Linked DNA regions of Mus musculus: region 2 is linked to region 1. A link is a contact called in public Hi-C data. All regions are on one chromosome and are shown on one strand. Each heading gives the region's core, a stretch centred on a gene start, on an enhancer-like site or on the middle of the called end of the contact. The rest is flanking DNA. Distances are from core to core; before and after follow the strand shown. Region 1 has its middle 26 kb from the start of A330070K13Rik. Region 2 holds the start of Caln1 (calneuron 1).

Region 1 (6,122 bases), core at 939-3,438:
ACACTAGCAGCCCCCACACACATATCATGCATGCATACATGTACAGCATGCACACAGATGTGATAATAAAAAAAATAAGTTTTAGGTAAAAAGAGGACTGGAACTATAACTAAATGATTGGGCTTGGAATGTCCCAAAGAATGGGACCACAGGGAGTCCTTTCAGAGGAGAAGCTACTCAAGTTCAGATTACTAAACAAGGTGTGTGATCACACACACACACACACACACACACCAACACAAGACACTGTGTTTGCCCTGTGTCTTGCCACTGATAAATGCTTAGGGAGATCCACATAAGCAGGAATGGTTTATTTTGGCTCACAGGTTCAGTGGTCTCAGTTTGTAAAACACTGTGTGTTGCTTCTGGCCCTGTTGTAAGGTAGAGAGCATCATGGTGGAAAGTGATGAAGCAAAGCTGCTCACCCTGTGGTGGACAGGAAGCAGAGAGAGAAGCAGAAAGTGGCCAGGGATTTGGTGGGTCCTTCAAAACACCATCTCCTAGTGACACACTCCTTCAGCTAACTGCTACCCCTTAAAGGCCCACTCCTTTCCAGTGATGTCATCAGATTATGACTCTATCATTAGGTTAATATATTCATGAAATTGAAGCTTTCAGAATTTGATCATCTCTAAAACGTCTCAGCTCTGAACACTGCTGCACTGGGAACCCAGCCTTGGACACGTGACCTTTTGGAGAGATACTTCACTGCCAACCCATAACACAGTGTTCTATAACAAATTTCCTCTGGGCTGAAACAGTCCATGCTGGAGGAAAGCTCCTGAAGACTCGGGTAGTAAACAACCAACAAGTCTCAAGATGTCTCTGAAACCTAGCAGATTCATAAACTCTAGTCACCTTTAACTTTCAACTTTACATAGCCTAGAAGGAAATTTTAGTTGATTGGTTACTCGGATGAGGCTGGCCTGTAAACATGTTTGTGGGAGATCATCTCAACTGTTAATCAATGTAAGAAGGACCAAGTCCACTGTGGACAGCACCATTCTCTAGGCTGTTGGTCTTAGTCTCTAGAAGAAAGTCAGTTAGGCTTAGACAGCCACCAAACAGCATATTTTTCATGGTTTCTGCTTAAAAGTCCTGATTTCATGCAATAATAAACTGTAATCTGGAAGTATGAGTCAAAAAAAACCCTTTGCTCACTGTCTTAGTTAGGGTTTTACAGCTGTGAACAGACACCATGACCAAGGCAACTCCTATAAGAACAACATTTAATTGGGGCTGGCTTACAAGCTCAGAGGTTCAGTCCATTATCATCAAGGCAGGAGCATGGCAGCATCCAGGCAGGCATGGTGCAGAAGGAGCTGAGAGCTCTACATTTTCATCTGAAGGCTGCTAGCAGAATACTGACTTTCAGGAAGCTAGGATGAGGGTCTCAGAGCCCACGGCCACAGTGACATACCTGCTCCAATAAGGCCACACCTTCTAATAGTGCCACTCCCTGGGCCGAGCATGTACAAACCATCACACTCACTTATGTTGGTTTTGGTCAGCATGTTTCATCACAAAGAAAAAGAAAAAGAAAAAAAAAAAAAAACAGAAAGGAAGTCTCTCCCTTCTCAAATGATTTGAGCAGTTAGAGCTGCTGGGAAGAGGGGGATGTCTGACCTGTAGAGCTGCCGCCTGCAAGTTGTACAGTGAGCTTCAGCTTCCAGCTTTCATGAGTCGTCACCCATGCTTGGGTGGCTTTTAGTGACGCAGCATGTGCCTGTCAGCCACTGCTTCAGCAAGTTGGCCTGTGGTCGTTTAATTACCCTGGTCTGTCATCAGTTCCCTATCTGGGGTGAACAGAGCTTTGTTCCTGGGAACACTGTTCCACCACAGGCACACACACACCAACACTAACATCTCAGACACATAGTCACAGTACACACCAGCGCCAATCTTCACACACACACACACACACATATACACACACACACACAGATTTCAGATGCCCACACAGGTCCCACAGCCTCCATCTCTCTGGGCACACACTCACACAACAGCACGAGTCCGTCCTTGGGAATGAACCCATAGTCACCTCAGACCTGAATTCAAACTCTTCCTTTGACTCTCACACACCCAAGCACTCCCATACCCCGACACTGCACCCCCACGGCTGACGCCACTGTACACGCTGTCCCCCACCTGTGCGCGGTGCCACACCACTCTCTCACATGCCCCCCGTGACTCGCTGATTCACATGCGCTGACACCCGCTCCCCACGCACAAGGCACGCATCTAGACTCTCTCAGTCGCCTCTAGTCATCTCGTGAAGTTCAACAGGAAAAACAAATTTTCCATGTGCTGACAGTAGACATTTTTTAAAAGTGACATTTTATTTTCAAATCTGGTTTGAGTTGCCAAGGGAGAGCTAGCACCATGGGAGCCACGTGACTGGTAGGAAACCACGGGGCTCCAAAGATTTTCAGATGGCGCCCTTAAGCAGAATGCCTTCCCTGTCAGGCTCCTCCAGGCAGGGTGGCCACCAGGATAGAGCTGCTAATGGAAATGGAGCTGCAGACCTGGCGGTGGAGTAGCTCAGAGCTCTCTTACAAGGCTGCCCCTGCTCACTGGCATCAGGCTTGAGAGCTCAATCCACTTAATGACTTGGAGCTTGGCCATAGTTGCTCAGGAATACGGCCTCAGGAAAGGCAGCTCCCCCTATGGAACAATGGCTCCTGTAGCTCCGGTGGACTTGGGTGTCAGAGAAGCTCCAAGCAAGAAGACTCATCACAGAGCAAAATTTTCCAGCCAGGAGCCACGCCCTCAGGATCCCCCTCTTACTGCCCGCTCCAAGAACATTGCTGGGGGCGGGGTGCTCAGCCAGTACAATGTTTGCCATACAAGCATGAGAATTTGAAATCAGTCCCCAGAGCCAACATTTTAAAATCAGGACAAGGGACAGAAAGATGACTCAGCAGTTAAAAGCACAGGCTGCTCATCTGGAGGACCCGAGTTTGATTCCTAGCACCTCCATAGTAGATAACAACCACATGTAACTCCAGTTCAAGGGAATAGACGCCGTCTTCTGCCCTCTGTAGGCACTGTAGGCAGATTGCATATAGTGAGCAGACAAACAGGGAAAACAGCCAATACATATACAATTTAAAAAGAAAGGGTTTCTTTAAAGATGGGCATGGTAGAATATGCTGGTAATCCCAGTGGCGGGGTGGGGTGCTGGGGGGGGGGGGATGTCATACATGTCAGTAGAGATGGGAAGGTCCCTGGGGTTCACCGACCAGTTAGTCTACCCTACTTCATGAGTTTCAGGTTTAGTGAGAGACCCTGTCTCAAAGAACAAGGGCAGGCCAGTGAGATGGCTCAGATAATAGAAGTGCTTGTATATGGAACTGACAATCCAAATTCAATTCCTGACACTCACAGCGTGGCAGGAGAGATCGTCTAAGGGTTGTCTTTTGACCTCTACATACATGTCAGTCATGGCAGGCAGGCATGTTCTCTCTCTCTCTCTCTCTCTCTCTCTCTCTCTCTCTCTCTCTCTGCATGTATGCACTTCCAGAATAAATAAATACATACATTTAAAAACAACACACAAGGTGGGTCAGGTACAGTGACACATGCCTTTAATCCCACCACTCAGGAGGCAGAGGCAGGTGGATCTCTGTGAGCTGAGGCCAGCCTGGTCTACAGTGAGTTCCAGAATAGTCAGAGCTACCTAGTAGAGATACCCTGTCTCAAAAACAAAACCAACAATACACAGGGTAGATAGAACCTGAGACGTGCCACCAAAGGCGAAGGTTGTATCTGACCACCGTGCATGCATCTGCTCTATCAAGTTCTTGTTGCATCAGTGAAATAATCTTACCCCTCCCTTAACCCCCCCCCCCAAAAAAAGAACTTAGGGTAGAAAGAATGTATTTTGGCTCACAGTTCCAGGAGGACACAGTGAGGAGGACCTCATCACAGTGAGGAGGCATGGTGACAGGAGCAAGAAGCTGACGGGTCACATTGAAACCATACTCAGGAAGCAGAGAGAGAAGAGGAACTGGGGCCAGGTTATAAAACCACCAGTCAATCCTGCCCCCAGTGAGGTACTTCCTGCCAAAGGCTCTGCCTCCTAAAGGGACTGTTATCTTCCCAGATGGTGGCACCAGCTGGGGGCCAAGTGTCCAAACGCCACATATAAGCCTGTGTGGTACATTTCTCATTCAAACCACAACAGAGACAGACAGACAGACAGACAGACAGACAGACAGACAGACAGATAGACAGACGGGCGGGCGGGCGGGCAGACAGACAGACAGACAGACAGACAGACAGAGAGACAGAGCGAATAGGAAAGCCAAGACACCCTTCCCAGTCCAGGACGCCCCAAATGTAACACCCAGCATTGTCCTCTGGACAAAATGGATGAACCTTCAACACCACTCCCTTCCCTCATCTAACTAGATGCCTCTTCTGAGCCCTGAGAACCCCATATACTTTTGGGGGACCTACAGTTGATCCCTAATAAAAATGGTTCTGCCTTCCAAACTACCAGTGACCTGATTTCCTGATGAGACTTCTGAGGATCATTCCCCCCAGGATGTCTGTCTGTCAAGGAAGTCCATCTGTCAACTTCCCATCGCATCTTCTAGAAGGGGAGCAGGTGTTTGGGCCCAAATCTTGAAGTTTGAGTTCTGTGATAATGGCTGGGTACCCATTATCATCCTTTCAGCATCTTCCTCCAAGAAGCTATCCACCCACTTCCTGAAGGACCTAAAACATCCTGGAAGCATTGGCCAGGCTTGCGGGATAAGTGGGAGTTGCTCTAAACCTCCCCCACCCCCAAATGACATTACATAAGGTCTGCCGCTCAAGGACCATTGTGTGTGTGTGTGTGTGTGTGTGTGTGTGTGTGTGTGTGTGTGCGCGCGTGTATATTTGCACATGTGTGCACATGATTTTAGAGGTTAATGATAAATTCTGGTTGTCTCTCTTAATCATTCTCTACATTATTCTTTTCTTTAAAATTTTTAAGGATTATGTATATGTGTATATGTGCAGGCACACACACGTGTGCATGCATCTCAGGGATTGAACTCAGGTCATTAGACTTGGCAGCAAGCACCTTTATGCTTGAGTACTGAGCCATCTTGTTGGCCCTCTCTACCTTATATTTTGAGATCAGGGCTTTTACTTCACCTAGAGGTCACTAGGTAAGCTATGGGCTGGCTGGCCAGGGATTCTTCTGTCTCCACCTCCCCATCACTCACCAGGATTACAGACTCATACCACCACATCCAGCTTTTTTACACGGTTTCTGGGCATCTGGACTCAAATCTTCTTGCCTGGGCCTCAAACATAAGGTCCTTCTGTCAGTAAGGGCTCTAAAGAGTCTAATTCACGCTAATTCATACACCATTGATCTCATAATAAAACAGGCCATGTTGACCCTCCAAAGACAGTGAAACACTATAAAAAGGCCAAGGTGCCACATGTCAAAATATGGGATGACAGGAAACTGTGTCAAACAGGAGGCCACAACTCACTGCCTACTGCCGGTGCCTGGGAAGGAAGCTAGACCAGCAAAAGAGAAACTGAAACCCCAGACTCCCCGCTTGTCCAAACAACAGGCAGCTGACTTTATTAAGTTCCACCAATAAAGACCTTAAACTTTGAAGAGTCTCTATGAGAAAATAATAGTAAATCCAGGTGTGGTGCCACACAACTGTGACCCCGGCTCTGTTGGAGGTGGAGGCAGGAAGATGGCGAATTCTAGATCCTCCTCAACTATAAAAGTTTGAGAATAGCCTGGATTACATAAGACTCTGTCTCAAACAATTGATAGAGGAATAGATTGATGGATGGATGGATGGATAGATAGATAGATAGATAGATAGATAGATAGATAGATAGATAGTAGATGGACAGACAGATAATGGATGGATGATAGAGAGATTAGATAATTGATTGATAGATGACAGGTGAAGTACGATAACTGATTATGGATAAATATAAATGAATGAATGATAGGTGCTAGACAGTCAACAGGTAAACAGATATTAGATGATTGGCAGTTATAGGTAAATGGATTTGATTGATTGATTGATTGATTGATTGATAGACTGATAATGGATGGATGATAGAGAGATTAGATAATTGATTGATAGATGACA
Region 2 (5,942 bases), core at 2,869-5,368, 37 kb before region 1:
TACAGTAATGGGTTGGCACGCTCCCCACGGGATACATGGCTCTCATGCCAGTGACCCTAAAACGCAGTGGCTCCCCCAAGCACACATGCCATGCTAAGGCAATTTCTAAGCTAGGTATGATAGCATAGATCTATAATTCCAGCCCTGGAGAAGTGGAGGCAGAAGAATGTAGAGTTCAAAGCCATCCCATCCTACACAGAAAAGCAGAGGTCCGCCAGGAGCCACGTGAGACCCTGTCTCAAAGAAAAGGAAGGGAGGGAGAGAAAGAAGGAATTCTAAATTGGAACCCTGCCCTACCCTGTATTTTAAGCCCTAATGAGGAGATAAATGATAAATTCAAAAGAGTGGCTATTGGGCTGGGGAGAGAGTTTTGTCTGTAAACGGCTTACTGCACAAAGATGAGGCTATGAGCTTGAGCCAGGCGTGGCAGCACACACTTATAATCCCAGGGATGGGGAGGCAGAGCCTGGAGGATCTCTGGGGCTTCAGGCAGAGACTAGAGGATCCCTAGGGCTTCATAAGCCAGCCTCACATACCTAGCAAGCACTAGGGATGAGCGCACACATTCACACATATACATACACCTACACACACATGCACACACACATATACACCAATAACATAATAATAAACAATAAATGTTAAGAATTTTTTTTTTAAAAAATCCAAGACAGACAGCACCTGATCAATGACAGACAAGACTGACCTCGGGTCTCCACACCTGTGCACAAATACACTTACACCTGCACACACAAAAATACAGAGAGAGAAAGAAAGAAAGAAAGAAAGAAAGAAAGAAAGAAAGAAAGAAAGAAAGAAAGAAGAGGAGGGAGGGAAGGGAGGGAGGGAGGGAGGGAGGGAGGGAGGGAGGGAGGGAGGGAGGGAGGGAAGGGCCGGCAGATACCTTCTACCCTGTCCGGCTGCCCACCCTTATCTACCAAGAGGAAAGGGGTTCAAGGATTCCCATTAGGACTTAACTGTGAGTTTTCTCAGTGATACCAGCTGAATTAAATTATTTTGTTGTTGGTTCATTTGTTTTGAGATAGGATCTATGTGACTGGCTGACTGATTGATTGATTGATTGAGAGAGAGAGTCTCACAATGCAGCCCAGCCTAGCCTCAATCCTCCTGCCTCAGCATCATAGGTGCTGAGGTCACAGACCTTAGCCACCATCCCTGGCTACTTATTCTCTTTCTACAAATGACTCTATGCCACACTGTCAGTGAAGGCTGGGTTGGTGGCAACTGTCACTTTCAGGATTGGAAAAGAGGTGGCATTTTAGTGAACAATCCTAAAACAATTCGAAAGGTGCCCCCCAGCTGCTTCGATTAAACCACACAAGCTTCAACTGACTCTGAAAAGGCCACCTTTCAGAAGCCACCCAGCTCATGACTAGCCTTGGGTATCTGCCAGGACCCCGTGCACTGCTCAAAGAAGTAATGAACAGTCTCCATGACCTGAGCACCATGGGAGGATGCTAAACGAGTCACAGCAAGGGAGCTGCCAGCCCAGGAGAGATCTAAAGGGTCACCTAAGACTTCAGCCAACACCTCACAGTGCAGAATTAGTGAGTACAAGCCAACGGTAGGAAGTGGGGACTTCACTCAGTGGTGGAGCACTCCGAGGAAACGGATACCCAACATTGGGTGTCATCCCCAGTAATGCCAAAGAGAAAATAAAATAAATAAAATCAGGGGGGAAAAAGATGGTTCAGTGGTCAAGAGTGCTTGCTGCTCTTGCAGAGAGGAACTGAGTTTGGTTCCCAGGGCCCATGTCAGGTGGCTTACTTACTTACACTGTAACTCCAGCTTCAGGGAGATTCTATGCCTCTGGCCTCCAACACACACACACACACACACACACACACACACACACCAAATAAGTAAGAAACTAATAAATAACAATAACAACTCACATTGATTGTTACCATATCACTGATGCCCACCTTGCATTAATTAATTAGTTAGTTAATTAATTAATTAAAATGTTAAATCACCACCTCCAACAACCCCAAGGACAGCCGGAGTGGTGCTCTGTGGACAGCATGTCTTGCACCCCACCCTGTAAGACAATTCACACGAAGCAGCTTCACAACCTATGCTTAGCTCCGGGGTGTGTGTGTGTGTGTGTGTGTGTGTGTGTGTGTGTATGTGTGTTTAAAGTTGATCTTTGAGACTGGGAGACAGCAGTTCGATGCAGAACACGAGTCCCTCCACGTGCACAAAAGCATAGGGTTAGAACAGTGCCCCGTTGTCTCTCCTGGTCTTGGTAACTCTGCAGTTCAGACTGCACTGTGCCACTGCAGAACGTAGTTAAGAACACAATTTATCAGACTTCACAGTCACACGCTACCGACTCTTGGCTGCTATATTGTGGACCCAGGAATGTCTCCTTTTTATGTAAAAACAATAAAAAAGAATAGTCTGGGGCCTAGGGATGGCGCCCCAGTCTTGGCACCTAAGGAACTGCATGCAGGCACAGCTACCCCTGGAGGTAAGGAATGAGGCGCAAATGGGATCTCTCACAAACTCCTCGGGCAAAGGAACAGCTTGGAGAAGAAACACTGGGATGGGGGCCGAAGATGCACGTGTCCTGCACTGTGGAATCAAACCGCAGCGCTCAGTCCTGGCTTAGCACCATCTGCTTGTGGATCAAAGTATCCTCGGGTTCTCCCTGAGGCAAGACTAGAACTACCTGCTGCTGCCCAGGCGCCCTCAGACCAAGTCTGAGGAAGTTCACTCCCTGAAGCGCTGGTCTGGGGAAGCTGGGCACCCAGGCAAACCTGGCTTGCGCTAGAGAGGCGGAGTGTCTACCTCTGCCCTCGATCTGGATTAGTTCCAAAGCTTGCCACCCAGAGGTCCCGGTGGGACTGCCTGAGGCCTCTAGGGTCACCCCATGTGCTCCAAGACCACCGATCCTCCCCCAAGGAAGCGAGCATCGGGGTGGGAAGATGGAGATGGAGTGATCCATACCTCCCACCTCCCTAGATAGATCGCCATGACTCCAGCTTCCCGGAGACCAGAATGCCACCAAGGACTCCCACTTAGGCTGCGATGCGGATCGGATCCCCGACACCCAAAGCTCCCTTTTCCCACAACCTGGGTGTCCCCGGGGGCGCGCAGCCCGATGGCCACTAGCACCCAAGACTCCACGAGCTGGGCACAGTCCCGGGATTCCCACGAGTGTACCCAGGCCCTTCTGCAATTCCAGCGTTCCTCACCCACCCTAAGCATGAAGAGAGATCAGGATGGCTCGGGTGACACCCCGGCCCCGAGAGATGGGGTGCTAAGAGCGGGGCCAACAGGTCCGGGAGGCGCTTGTGGGCAGCACACCCGCCCACTCCGAGACTCGCTAGGATAGGGGCATCCGGGGAAGGGACCATTGAAGCAGCGAGGGAGGCAACGATGCAGGGAGGATGCAGGATAAAGACTGGGAGAGAGCATCACTCACCTCTCCTGGAGCCGGAGCTCCGCTGCCCGGCAGCCCAGGCACCTCCTCCGAGGCCCGCAGGGAGGGGGCGACGCGAAACAGAGCGCTCAAGCTGGCGCTCACACGCGTCCCCGCGCGGGCATCCTTCCTCTCCGTAGCCGGCTCCCACGGCGTGCCCCCACTCTGGTTGAGAGGCCGCTTTGCCCAACCCAGCGGCACCCGGGAGCCCGGCGCGGCGCGAGTCTTGCCTTTCCCTTGAGTCTCACAGCTGGGCTTTGCAGAGCCCGCGATGATCTAGGCTGCTCCTTTCTCCCCTGTCCTTGTCCTCGCCTCCCGTCTGGGGGAACGTGCGCCCCGCACCCCCTGCACCGCTCTCGCCTCTACCCCTCCCGCGCCCGCTGGCCGCGCGGGCTTAGCCCATGTGCGCGGCTGCCTCCTCGCTGCGCCCGGGAGCCCAGTGGCCGAGGCCCCGCCGGAGTTGCGCGCCCCAGAAACTCCATGCAGCTCCGGCCTCCTCCCCAGTGCCTCCCCGGTTCCTCCAGATGAAGAAGCCTAGCGGTCTCTAGCAAGGAGATCCCCCTACCACTCTTGGCTTCTTCCCCCCACCGAGGCTGGAGCCTGGTTGCTGGACTGGCTTGGCCACCCCAGTCTCTCTTCTCTTTTCTCCCAGGATTGGGGACCTCCCACCCCCACCCCCACCCCCAAAGCCTCTCCAATGGCTCCCTCCGTTTCCAGGCAGCGCAACCTGAGGAACGCCTCGGTGCGCGCGCACTCACACTCACTCACTCGCTCGCTCGCTCACTCGCTCTCTCACACACATGCACGCTGCACACACAGGCAGACACACGCGGGGGGCGAGCTGCAGCTTAGCAGCCGGCCCTCTTTCCTCTCCTCCCCAGAGAAGCTGCCCACGTTCACATTCGCCAATTGCTTGCTTCTCTCTATTAAACACCTCAGCCCCAACCCAAGCACGCCCACCCCTACCTTAACTCCTTCTTCCCGGATGCCCGATGCCCACGGTTACACCTGAGTCCCCAAATGCCATGGGGGAGGAGGAGGTGTCGACGGAAAGGCTGGTAGTCAAAACCAGGGTGAGAGCAAAATGCTGTGAGCCATCCCTTCGCTATGTCTACGAAGGGCATAAGCACACACACCCACCTCTCATCCCGCGTCCCTAGAGCCCCAGAACATGTGGCCCGTCCCCACTTCTACCAAGGTCATAGTATAGATTCCATAAGAAAGAATGGGTACCTACCTTGACACAAGGTGTGGGGTGGAAACTTCACAGATTGTTTGCAGCCTAACCTGGGGCTGACTTCCCAAGTCTACACCCAGAGAGAATCCTGGTCTCCCTTGACTCACACTTGAAGGGCAACAATTAGCTTAGAGTCACCACTTAGCTTTCTGGGGGACCATCTGACTGCCGTTCAAGTGTCCAGCTGCTAACAGGATACATCTTGCTACCAAGGGTAGTCTTATCAAGAAAAAGATCAAAGTAATAGTCACCTACCCCCGCCCCCAGCCCCCAGAGGGCTCTCATAACCCCTTCCTGCTCCTGATAGGGTGAGCCGGAGAGAGAACAACCCACCTGGTTGGCACTAGCTTTTCTGGTATCTCCCTTTTATCCGAGCTTCCAGGGTCTTATCTCCCTATGAGGACCATGAATCTCAGCAGCCTACACTGTCAGCATCAAAGATGTGGAGACATTTCTTGCTCCAATCAGGAACAACCCGTGGAAAGTCATCTTTAGCGTTTCTTCCAAAAAGCTCAGCCACCACCTCTCCGTTGGCTGGTCCTGCTGCCAAGGGAGTTTGGGCACTGGCAGCCAGTCATCCAAGTTAATCAGGGTCCCCTCCCTGTCTGTGCCTCCTGGCCTGCCGCCTGAGCTGCAGGGTTTCTTGAGTCCCGGCACACTTGCTACTGTTGGCACACCTTTGACATTTAAATTTTCTTAGCCCACGATAGTCCTATCTTTTCATGTCCCAGCCTTCCCTCTCAAATTGTCTTAGAGGCTTCTTGGGTCACCAGGTGAGCTGTGTGTGTTCGTTTCACAGATGTGTGTGGAAGGGGTTGCCATAAAGAGTGAGAAATGAATCAGGTGTGGTGGGGCACACCTGACCTCGAAGCACTGAGGAGGTAGAGACAGGATTATCTGGAATCAGTGAGTTTCCAGGACAGCCTGAGCTTGGTGGTCGGGGGGGGGGGGGGGGGGAGAATGTCAGGTAGATAAATACAGTGGGGAGGGGGAAATCTCAGTATATATTTGGGTAAGAATCACATTCTTTTGTGTGAGGGTGTATGGGTGCACATGTGGAGGCTAGAGGACTCTGGATATTCTCAGTCACCATGCGCCCTGTTTCTTTTTTGAAATGGGTTCTTGCCATTTTTGACTTGTAGGCTACACACTGATTGGCCAAAACACTCTGGGAGTCCCTGCCTCTACCTCCCCAGCACTGGCAGTACAAGTGTGTAAGGGGTACCCACCCAGTTTTTTGGCATGGATTCCTGGGTT

What was found. A called contact is a pair of places that touch in the nucleus more often than the background predicts.
Region 2: a Hi-C map of cerebral cortex shows a contact between it and region 1, with 2.3 times the contacts expected there. The contact joins the promoter of Caln1 here to the enhancer-like site in region 1. A contact is called at or near these places in 5 of 484 Hi-C or Micro-C datasets (brain, cerebral cortex and cortical neurons), 3 of 115 datasets of contacts at active chromatin or transcription factors (embryonic stem cells and neural progenitor cells) and 1 of 9 other capture datasets (adipose tissue).

The regions. Positions count from the first base shown.
Region 1 is chr5:130,407,872-130,413,993 of GRCm38.p6, reverse strand. It overlaps a transcript of Caln1 not described here. Among named protein-coding and RNA genes, the nearest start is that of A330070K13Rik, 26 kb to the right of the region's middle. Within about 2 kb of position 2,188, at least 8 of the 459 cell types and tissues checked have an H3K27ac peak or open chromatin away from gene starts, as enhancers often do. A contact at or near this core is called in cerebral cortex and cortical neurons, where this site is marked.
Region 2 is chr5:130,446,968-130,452,909 of GRCm38.p6, reverse strand. It overlaps Caln1 (calneuron 1), which reads right to left and starts at 4,118. Exons shown (of 6, transcript NM_021371.2): 1 at 3,452-4,118.